Regions from separate parts of the Gossypium hirsutum genome. Here region 1 is linked to region 2. The links are chromatin contacts, called in public Hi-C maps. All regions are on one chromosome and are shown on one strand. The core of a region is the stretch at or near the end of the contact, and the rest is flanking DNA. Distances in the headings are between cores, read along the strand shown.

Region 1 (6,135 bases), core at 2,567-5,066, 130 kb after region 2:
CTGGCAGCTAAGGGACCTAAATGGGAGCATGCAACCTTTAGAGCACCAGAGTGATCACCCAATCCAACCAGTTTCAGAAATTCAACCTAAAACAAACACAACAATCAAACCAACCATTCTATGCATCTTATTGACAATTGAAACAGAAATTCACGCTGAATGTTCACTTAATGAAGCCACTCCAGTGCAAAATCAAATGACCTGCTTCAGTTGGAATAACAAAACTGGATTTTGTGCAAAGAAGTTTGGGTCCAATGCATTAATTTCCTCCACAACCTCAGCAGCCATTCCTCTGCTAGCTAGTTCTTTCATCCCCAGAACAATTTCATATTTCTCTTCCCCATTGATATTTTCCACTCCCTGATGAATAAACTCATGCTGTTATCTCTATCAATCTATCATAAGGGAAGTATCATAAAAAAAATGCAAAATATACCTGTTGTGCTTTTGATATTGTTGCGCTGGCAACTTGCATTGCAGTGCTAACCTCTTGCTTGCTGCATCGGTTAAAATGTATATCAGAAATATGATCTAGTTCATCATGTCTTCCCCTCCATCTCTTGCGTTTACTTCTTTCACCAGCTCCATGGCTTCTGTTTCTCGGGAGCCTCAAATTTTCAGACTGATGTGACCCACTGGTGCTACAATCTTCGAGGTTGTTCGCTGGGTCAGAAGCATACCTTAATTCGACATTAGTGCCACGCATACTACTCATATCTGTAGTATCAGAAGTTTCACTATTTGACCACTTAGAACTGCTATAATCCACATCAAGGGAACCGTCTTGTGTTGAATAACACCCAGACTCCGATGGATTACCTTTCAAAGGTTCTGAAAGTGTTTGCACTCCTGAGGAAGAATATGTTGATCAGCACTCCCACAAATAAGGATACATATAGTGAAAAGAAATTGATGTTAGAATCTCACTAGATGGGATGAGACTACCAGATTCCACAATTCCCCTGTAAATACAGTACTCACGAACAAGTTCATCAAGCATGGCAGCATCCAATCTCATTCTGCATATTTCATTCTGCATGCATTGTCATAACGTTAACAATCAATTACCCCCCAAAAAAATTGGAGGCACACATATTACAATGGGCCTTCAGACTTGAAGTTAAAAGCAACTTTAACTATTGGTTTATTTATTTATTTTCCAAATTTTATCCAATGAAGAAACATACAACTTATTTGACATTGTCTTTGATTTATTAAATAAAACAGTTATCATATTTGATTGAACTTTAAAAGAACAGAGACAATGCAAAATCCAACTTCAAAAAATTAAGAATTATGAGGGAGGGATTAGATTCATAAATGTTTCAAAAACCTGAAATGCCTGAAACAAATCGCCCTTGGCAAATCTCAAGCTATCAATAGCCCCTTGTCTTGTAAGCTCTACAGCATGCGCAAGTGCTTGTATATCCACCTGGATTTCAAAATCAACACAGAAATATAGAAGGCATCCATGTGAACTGGCAGAACACATAATACAGCAAATTCATGCATCAACCCATTTGAAAATACAAGTCATTTTATCCTCAAGAAACAAATAAAAACGCCCTAGATAAGAAAACTGCACCTCATCAAATGGTTGTGCCTCATACAAACTATCTTGAGGTATTGCAGGAGGATCACGTTCCAAAAGTAGCAATCTCTCAATAAGATCTGAAATAGGTGATAAAATTCCTTGTCGAAAGCAAAATCCTTTATGAATGCTGAAAAGTGTAAGAAACCATTGTGAACTTATCAAAATCAATATAAGCACACTATCTCACAGAAAGTATCCCATGAAATTATATCTATTGAGAGTTGCAGTGTACCTTATCAAATATCTCAATGTCATTGAAAAGATTGGATTATATGCATGTAAATGGGCTCTTAAAACAGAAGACATTAATCCAGCAATCTCATACCTCCTCTTCTCAGCCCACTGTGCACATTATAACAATTTCTTGTAAGCACAAGACTCCTTTTCTCACCAATCATAGTAATATTTGCCATGGGAACAAATTCCAACTCACCTCATTTGCCACTGGGGAAGTCTGATCATCCTTGTCATATATAAAGGCAAGAAGAACATGCTTGAATTCCTCATATGCTTCCTTAAATACAGATGCAAAAATCTATCAGAACTCCCAAGTGAACAGAATATATTTCAATTGATCAATTGTTTTTTAGGTATGTTATACAGGCATTAAATTGATTCTATAAAAGTACTATAAGCAACAGTTAGACTGCCAAATCCACCCCCAAAAATGTCACCAAGTAACTGTACTTTAAGTTGAAAAACAATTCAGAGATTTGATTCTCCTTATCCTCGATTGTAAGTCAACTCTAAAACCCCAACAGCACTCCAAGTCTAAGATTGGATCGCCTTATCCAAATGACTAGCTTTTAAATTTATGCACGTTCTATATGATCAATAACATTGACACACACCTGGGAAGTTCATTTTCCAATTATAATGTCTAGTCTCTGAAGGTTTGAAAAAATCAAACCTCCTCCAAATCTCAATTAAGAATTTGGTAGAACACGAGCATATAGGGTGACAGGAAGACAACTACGCAGCTGCTAAAAGATTCCCGTTTCATATTTTTAAAATTCCACTTCAAAAAGGAATTCCCAACATCACACCAGCACCGTAGCTCCCTATACTCTATCTCCATTATTTACCAGAATCAAATAAAAGACCCACATCCAAAGAATAGCACAATCTTTTCAAACCAGATTAAGGATTAAGAAAATATACAAAGCACTTTAGCTGACAATAAGATGCCCTTAACTACAATGAAACTTTAAAGACCACACCGTGCATGTATCATACTATTCCTCTTAATTAATTCAAATAAAAACGGCGATGAATAAAAGAATAATATTAAATCAAGGTTCCTCAAATTAAAAAAAAAAAGTATCTTATGAGTCCAAATATTAAATTAAAAGCCAAAAAAAAAACAAACAAAGGAAGATAACATTACTGGATAGGCATTGAGAGCACAAGGAGCAAGAAACGTCCTTAAGTAATCAATTGCGGGGCCACGATCCTCCGTAGTTCCTTCCCTCAATAATTCAATAAATTTCTTCAAAAGAAAACAAAACTTCAATCAACGATGTAAAATTTAAAACTCCAAAAACGAAGGAACTAACTACAGCTAAAGCACATTCTAATTAATACAAAATAATAAGAGAGAAGTAGGATATTAACCTGTTTCTGTAACCGAAAGAGAAGGCGATGATCTTCCAGGACAAAAGGAGCATGAGCTCGGAAGAGATCGATGGCGGCGTCAACGTCACCGGCCTCTAAGGAGCTTCTGATCTGGCGAATGATTAACCTGGAAAGATAAGAAGAGGAAGAGAGGGAAGGGGAAGAGGAGAGAGAAGGGGAAGAGGGTGGGGAAGAGTCCTCGATCAAGTTTTCTGATTTGGCGAAATCGATGATGAGAGCTTCGAGTGCTTCCCAGTTGACAGGGGAAGAGTCCATGTGTGTTTGGTTAATTTTCTAGGGGAAAGTGTTTATGAGAGAGAATAGAAAAAGTGTAAAATGTTAAAATTGCTGATTCTGTTTGTTTTTTCAATCTTCTTGTGTGTGGATTTGGAAAAGGAAAAGAGCAAATTCCCCCCAGAAGCAATAATGGCGGCGGATAAGAGGTTGAGAAACTGGAATTTGGGGGTTATATAGGAGCCATGTGGCTGTTAATTTCTTTCTTTCTATTAGTTTTACTAGTGTTATCTCCGGCATTTGAAACTGCACGTCGCGTGGATATTATCTTTAGTGAATCCCGGATTCTTTTTCCATTTTCCTTTCTTTATATTTTGAATTTAAAATTTTGATTAAAATGTCCACTTAATACATTTAGATTTTAGATTTTATACTTTTATATTTAAGAATATAGTCTTTTCATTTTTCAAATTTTAAAATTTAAGTTTTTTTTTATCAAATTTGTTGGTTTGAAATTTTGAAATGAAAAACAAATACTCAATTAGTAGTCATGTAATTAAAAAATTATATTGCAATGGACCTAAATTTAACGAAATAATTTTAACAATGTTAGCAGTTGGATATAAATTTTGAAATCTTAAAAAAGTAAAGAGAATAAAATTCTAGAAATAAAGACTTAAAAGACTAAATGTCAAATTTATAAGAATATAGAAACTTATGGCATTTTTTAACCTAAAATTTTTCAACAAAGAAATTTTCACCATATATATATATTGATAGTTGGGCAAAATTAGGGAAAAATGTTGATTTAAAATAAAAATTAAGGAATTGAGGTGATTTTTGAGAAAAATTAGGGGTGTAGGCTGATTTTGCAAGACGTGAATGTCACGTAAGCAAAAACGCATTATTTTGGACACATTTTTCTTGAAATCACATCCAATAAAGTGTGTTTTTACTTACATGATACTAGCGCTCTACAAAACATTTAGAACAAAAAAGATTAAGTTAGAATCATTGAATCTCATCAATTAGAAAATCTAGAAACCATTGGATCAATGATAAAATAAATATGTAATTAAAAAAAAAGTTAAATAACCTAACGACTAACCCTGCCTCCATCCCTAAATAAACCCTTTACATTTCAATTCTTTCTCACTCAATTTCATCGATCCAAATTCTAATTTTTATTCTCAAAATCATCTTCCTCTCAATTTTTATTTCAATCTCTAAATAAAGTCTAAAATATATTTTCTTTTGTTACCAGATATTAGTAATTTCATGCCTTTGTTTACTTTTCATCATTTCAAATATCTCAAGTAACATAAGGTAATCTTATCATCTGAAATATCTCAAGTAACAATTGGTTTAATAATAGGGCCAAATTATATTATACAATTTAACAATATTTTTATGTCAAATAAATTATTAATTTAACGGTATTTTAATAATATTATAAAATTTTATTTTATTCATTCATTAAATTAATTTTTGTATATTGCATAAATTAATTTGATAAACGTTATAGGTTTTAAAAATGTCAATGACATTAATTCTTCTGGATCATAAACACATATCCAATGTCCAATTACAGATGATATGAGAATATTATTATATTTTTTTATTTTGTTAATAGCATTATTAAGTTTTTGAAATTTATTTAGTATTTTGATTGTGTTTTGTGTTTTGTGTTTTGTGTTTATATAATTAGGACGAAGATCTAATTATTGAAACCTATACACAATTTAAGTCTGAAAGCATCACGTGTTATAGAATGGTACTTGAATGAGACTAAATTGGATCCTATACTTATCAGCGCTTTGCTGGAGAGATGGAGACACGAAACACACACATTCCATTTTTCGTACAGTGAATGAACAATTACACTTGAGGATATTGCATTACAACTCAGCCTACTGATTAATGGGGTAGTCGTTACAGGTGTAGTGCACATTGAGGATTGGAGGCCAATTAGCTAGCAGCTACTAGGCAGGGTGTTAGACAAGTTTAGTGGTGGTCGAATAAATATAAAATGGTTAGATCGAGCATTTTCTAATACCACATAAATCTCAAACAAAAGTACATTTAAGGTGTGTAACACCCTCAACCTAACCCGAATAATTGGGTCCATATCTTGGGTATTACATCTCGACACTTAACAAATTATCGAAACAGACATCACCTACTCTGCGGACACCACTGTTTTATTTCTATACCTTTTGCTACAATATTTTTTGTCCAAATGTTTGCACATTTAGCGGCAGTCAGCGACCCATCTGAAGAATGCCCAATATTATCGACCTAAACATGCAAGAGTAGGACGACCTAACTACACCTCACTATACCATTTAAAAAAAAAAGGTTTTTCTATCTCTTATCTATAGTGGGAGCACATAGGGACAATGTGCAATCTAAAGTGTCGGGGGTTACATAAAAACTTTTTAGTTTATGTGTTATTGTTTTTATTTATTTAATTGTCTTTTTTGTTGAAGTTTTTTCTTTTGTGTGCATTGTGATTGAGCTTGCAGTAGTGCAAGTAATTGGTTAGGAGCATGTTAATAGGATTGGTTGCATAAAACTTGTAAATTTAGCATGTTAGTATGATATTCTAGGTTGTTAAAATCTAGACTAGTTAGTTCATTCTATTACACTATAAATGGCTAAAATTTGATTGAGTGTACCAAATGATGAATGAA
Region 2 (5,799 bases), core at 1,021-3,520:
AAGCTACAACATTCGGACAGTTATAGCTGACTAGCATGCTTTGGGTAATGATGTTGAAAATCAGTATTGAAGTAGCCTCTTGGATGACAACATATGCAGGCCGATCTAGCCTTGCAGTCCAAAGTCTTGGCAACAGTCTGGGCCACATAATTTAGATAGAGGAAAACACTGCCCCAGTGGCCAAAACTTCAGCTTCTACACCAACTATATACCTTAATTTTAATCCAAGTACATACCTCATTGTTTGTAGAAGTACCTCTTATTCGGTACCATGACATGCAATAATCCATCCTTACATTTACAACATAGAAATCAGAACTAAACCCCCATCCCCAAAAAAACCAAAGGCTCAAATTCTAAGAACATTCGACTGGCGCAGAATATTTGGATAACAAATTATTATGAACCCCTCACCAATAATACCCAATACACATTAGGCGGTAGGATTAATAAAAGGATTGGAGGTAGTGTCCCATTGGACTAAAGACACATGTTCCAGACAGCTTGGCCCTCATGCACTCTTATGCAAACGGCAGTCTTAAGGACAACCGGAGGATTTTGTATACAAAATAAACATGCATGTATCCATGAAGAGGCATCCTTTTTTTCTTTTCTATAATCTTATTGCTACTTGGTAAAAATCTCTTTAACCTACACTATCCTCATTAGTTTTGCAACAAAGAGCATCATCTCCAGCACCCTCACCGCTCATCTCTCGTTTTGCAAGCCCCTCATCTTCAATCCAACAACTGTCAAGTCGATCTCTTTCATATAAGATGTTAATAACGCTAAACCCACATGTGGTGAACTTAAACTTAAATCTCAAAATTTCCAAGACTTTATTCATACCATCAAACCAAGGTCTCATCAACATTAAGATCAAAATCTTAAGTATACGATATATTGTGTCTAGTTATTACGGGCACTGTGATAGGCCTTCTAAAGTCCATTTATCACTTTCATATATTTAGGTAGGTAAAAAACGTAATCTAAAAAGTACGTGATCTTGTCTGAGATGCGATGAAATCCGAAAGAACACTAAATTGTGAAATTTAGTACTTAAAATAATTTGGGTGCACCTAAATAGATAAATTCTTAGACCACATAAAGCTACCTTAACAAAATTTCTTTCTAAATAGATTAGGGACTAAAGTTGGATCTTTCCTGCTAAAATTGAAAGAAAAATAATGGCCTACAAATATGAGTTTGGCAAGTGTTAATTGATTTTAGCTGCTCAAAGCAAGATTCTTGGAACTTCTGTTGCAGATATGTCCAACCAATGAAAGCCAAGTGATAAATGGGTAGTATTTTATACACTGAAAAAACCAAATAATAAGGATATCCTATATAATGGAACAAAAAGAGTATTTAAGGAAGATACAGGACCATCAATGAAAATTTAATTGATTGTAGGCAAAGGAGCAACACCAAGAATTTTAAAAGTTGTCAGGACTGGAAGGGAGGACATGAATATCAAGATACCAAGACAGCTACTGAAGAGCAACACCTCCAATGGAACGTCACCATCCAAAACAAAACCAATACCTATTAAGGTATTTAAACTTGGAATAGTATAAAGCTTAAATAACTACCCTCTAACCCTTTTTCAACCATGAATGATCAAAGAAAATAAAAAGCTAAATGCTTTATTTAATCCTAAACTTAGCAGTTAGATCAACAGAATAAACAATAAAGCTTAATTTAATCCCAAACTAGTTCTAAGGCTAGAATATAATATGACTAGATCCTGATAAAGAGATGAGGACAATGAAACCAAGAAAAAGCAATCTTTTGGCCAATTAAGAGAGACAAGTCTTAAAAGAGTTAAGAGAGAAAAGCACAAAACAAAGGACAGCACAACGACCTTGGTTCCTCTTAGGGAACAAGAATCTCAGTAGACTGGATCACAAGAAAATGTTCTACCCTTGGAAGCAGAAGAGAAAAAATACTTTCGTTTTTTTGAAGTAATCCAATTTTTCATATAGTACGAAATTTCAATATACAAAAAGAATCAAGCAAAGAATACATCTCTAGCCATATGCTATACCAAACAAACAAACACATCAAATGATAAAGAAAAATTACAAACAAAAGAAAAAGTTTTAAACGAAGTATCAAAAGAACTGCTCTCTCATCCCTTGTTTCCATCGCGACAATGATTATCGTGATTACAGGGCCTGTCGTACCTATTAGCAGCAGGCTTTTGGGGAAGACATGTCTTCAGGTCGCCACCACAAGAAGGGGAGGACCCACGAATCTGACCATAGTCGATGTATTTACCTGGTACATCTCTAGCCCAGACTGACGCCAACAGCATCAAGACAACGACGCAAAAAGCCCTAGTTAGAGTGATATTGGCCATTTTCCGCCGCGGTTTATATTTTACTGCTTAATTGAATTATATAGTGTTAGGGTTTAGCGGCTAAGAGGTTTCCACTCTATGTTAGAGGTTATTATTTTGAATGGGCTTTGAATAAATTTTAAATTGGGTTTAGGTTTTAGTTTGGTTGATATTTGGCTTAGGTTTGAGTTTAAATACCTGTTAAATGAATCATTAAATTAACCAATTACCTAATTCCATCTTAATGTATATATATAAACTATTAATATATTATATATGATATGATATGATATAATATTATATAATATATTTAGAGGGCTAACTCACCAAAAGTATAAGGACTTAAAGTGTATCCGAACTAATATAATAATAAACTATAAACTATAATAATTAATATATTATGTACTACTATTATAGTATGTTATATAGTATTACATAATGTAATAATATGTTTTAAATCTATTAATGCCTATATGTATAGAACTGTTAATTAGTACAAAATCAAAACTGAATTTACTAATCAATTTGCTTGAATTGACTTAATTTGGTTGGTTAAGTTAGTTTTAATTACCAACTATAATAGATGATATATTGTTACAAAATATAATAATATATGTAACTACTACTAGAACTTTATATATATAACTATTATTATATTATAGATTATAATAAACGATATAGTATTACATAATATTATATTGTTCAATCATTAATGCATATATATAAACTATTAATATATAATATATTATTTCTACCGAAAAAGATATTATATGATAAAATGTAGTATTATATAATATAGCAGGATGGTTAACTTTCAAATGTATAAAGAGTATAGGGATTTAAAGCATATTCAATCAATATAATAGTAAACAATAATGTATAATGATAATTAATATATTATGTATTATTGTTACAGTAAGTAATATAGTGTTACTATAAAGATCCGACTTTTAACGGTGTCGTAAAATTTGATTTTGAACCGAATTAATTAAGTTGAGTTAGTAGACAAACTAAAATCGAATGATTTTGTATTGAGTATAAAAGTTTAGAGTTGAATTATTAAATGATACTAAGTTTAAATCATTATTAAAAATAGTACAGGGGCTGAATTGTAAAATTGTAATCATTATTGAGTTTAATTTAGAAAATGGAGAAAAATTTAATTAGAAATTAAGAGATTATAGAATAGTTAAACCACATTAATGTTGAGATAGTGGGATGATATGCTTAAACTCATTCACTGTTATTAATATGATTTATATTAAGTAATGGTTTTATATTAATTAATTAAATGATGTTAATTAAGCCTAATTAAATTACTTATATATATAAAAGAAAGTGGAAGAGAGAATAAAACCTTTCTTCCATTTCCAATTTGCCGTCCCTTAAATCACCATGCAAGTGAGGATTTTATTTGATTTCCATGTGAATTTTTAATTTTTTTTTTGTATGTAAGTAAGATTGTATAGGATTTGGAAACTGATAGAGTTTTAAACAAACCGCCATTATTGAAAGCTTAAAGAATTTTGAATGTTTAAGCTTTAAAGAATCTAGTTAAATTAAGAAAGAACATGATAGAAATGTGTGTTGGATGATAGTGAATCAAGCTTGAATTAAGTGTGAATTGTTTGATAAATTATATTTTTATTAAGGACCTAATTATAAAATATAAAATCTTTGGGGTTTGTTAATGAATAATATTAGGAGGCAGGGATGAATCCAGGGGGAGTAGGGGATGGTCGTCCCCCTTGGAAATTTTCAGGTTTTTGAATTTTATATATAAATTATCATGTATTTTAAATTTGATATCCACATTGTATAACATTCGCCCCCTTAAACCATAATGTTACATTTTATATTAACAAAGTATTTTTCAATAACTTTAATAAAAAAATATTAATTGGAGCATTTTTAACTTGATGTTTATCAAAGCACAAAGTTGCAGAAAGTTTTTACAGTTGTCGAGTTGTGTCAAGTGTTAGTTAAGACAAATAAGTCAAGTATTTATCCTTTCTTGATAGGATTATTCATCTTGTGCTAACTCTTCCTGTGTATACTGCAACAACCGAACAAGCATTTTCAGCCATAAAAATTATGAAGACAAGGCCTCGCAATAGAATGGAGGATGATTTTATTTTAACTACTTGGTGAGATACATCGAAAAAGACACAGCTCAAGAATTTTTAACAGATTCTATCATTAATGAGTTCGATCTTATGAAAAAATGGATGGTGCAATTTAGGATGCCTAGTATTGAGAAATAGGATTAAAGCCAATTTTTTTAATTTAAATTTTGGAATTGATAAGTACTAAAAGTAACATATTTTAATCTCATTCTTAATACGATTTTAGGTGATTATTCGATGTTAATGGTGAATTTTATGCTCCTAATCCTTTAAATTCATGTTTTTATACTTAATGAGAGAAGTTGGGAGTAAAAAGAGCGAAAATAAAGTGAAAACCGAAAAATTGAAACAAGGTACAGGAGTCACACAGGCTAACCCTTTCTACACGATTGTGTGAGCCACATGGGCTGTCACACGGCCATGTGGTAGGCTGTGTCGATATCACGAATTGACACTCTAAACTGTGAGAAAACGTGATTTTTAGGGTTTTCGGGCATTCTAAGACGTATATATGACAAAAACAAGAAGATAGGAGAGAGCCGTCATAGAATACTCAAGAAAAAAAAACTCGAAAAACACCATTGAAGTCGATTCTGAAGTAGATTTCTGTCAAGATTGAAGATTCCCAGTTGATTTCTTAGGAGATTATAATGAGTTTCTTTGTTTCTTGTGGTTATACTATGTTTTGAATATTTTTATTTGCAAGCATGAACTAATTTTCTAAATACCTAAGGGAGATGAACCCTATGATGGAATCTGTCATTTGATCTTTATTTTACACAATAAATACTTAGATCTTGTTCTTAATTATGTGTGCTTAATTCTTGGTTTGATATTTCTAGATTATTGATCCATGTTTGATGTGCTTTAATTAAAGGAAGAATAGACCCTATTTAAGAGTAGATCTTACGTAATTGAGTGGAGTTACATGCAATCCTAGAAATAGGACAACATAAATATACGGGATTAGGGTCAAATCTAATAGGGGAATCCATAGCTCGAGTTAATGCGATAATAGGGGTTTTAATTAGAAAGAAATTTCAATTAATCAATCTAGAGTCAGTTGCTCTTACTCTCGAAAAAGATATTATCATTATTTAGGTATTTCTACGGATCAAGATGCTAAGTAAAGAAATTGCGTAATTTAGATTGATAATGACAGATGAAATTTAGGTGAATTCTTTCCTGGGTATTGTTTTGCTTCTTGGTTGTTAATCGTTTATTTTTCTGATTTGTTCTTTGTCATGTTAGTAGTTAATTAATTTAGTTAATTTTAGTTTTAATCAATCACTCGTATTTAGTGGTTAAATAATAGAAAGACGGTAATTACTA

Evidence for each region. A called contact is a pair of places that touch in the nucleus more often than the background predicts.
Region 1: a Hi-C map of leaf shows a contact between it and region 2, with 2.0 times the contacts expected there. The contact joins the promoter of LOC107913209 here to the enhancer-like site in region 2. A contact is called at or near these places in 2 of 34 Hi-C or Micro-C datasets (leaf and petal).

The regions. Positions count from the first base shown.
Region 1 is chrD11:24,727,297-24,733,431 of Gossypium_hirsutum_v2.1, forward strand. LOC107913209 reads right to left here and starts at 3,817. Exons shown (of 12, transcript XM_016841724.2): 1 at 3,209-3,817; 2 at 2,982-3,083; 3 at 2,028-2,108; 4 at 1,827-1,936; 5 at 1,586-1,721; 6 at 1,334-1,432; 7 at 928-1,033; 8 at 437-849; 9 at 202-360; 10 at 1-86. The coding sequence starts at 3,484.
Region 2 is chrD11:24,599,236-24,605,034 of Gossypium_hirsutum_v2.1, forward strand. No RefSeq gene overlaps it. Among protein-coding and RNA genes, the nearest start is that of LOC121223969, 12 kb to the left of the region's middle. Within about 2 kb of position 2,271, at least 4 of the 9 cell types and tissues checked have an H3K27ac peak or open chromatin away from gene starts, as enhancers often do.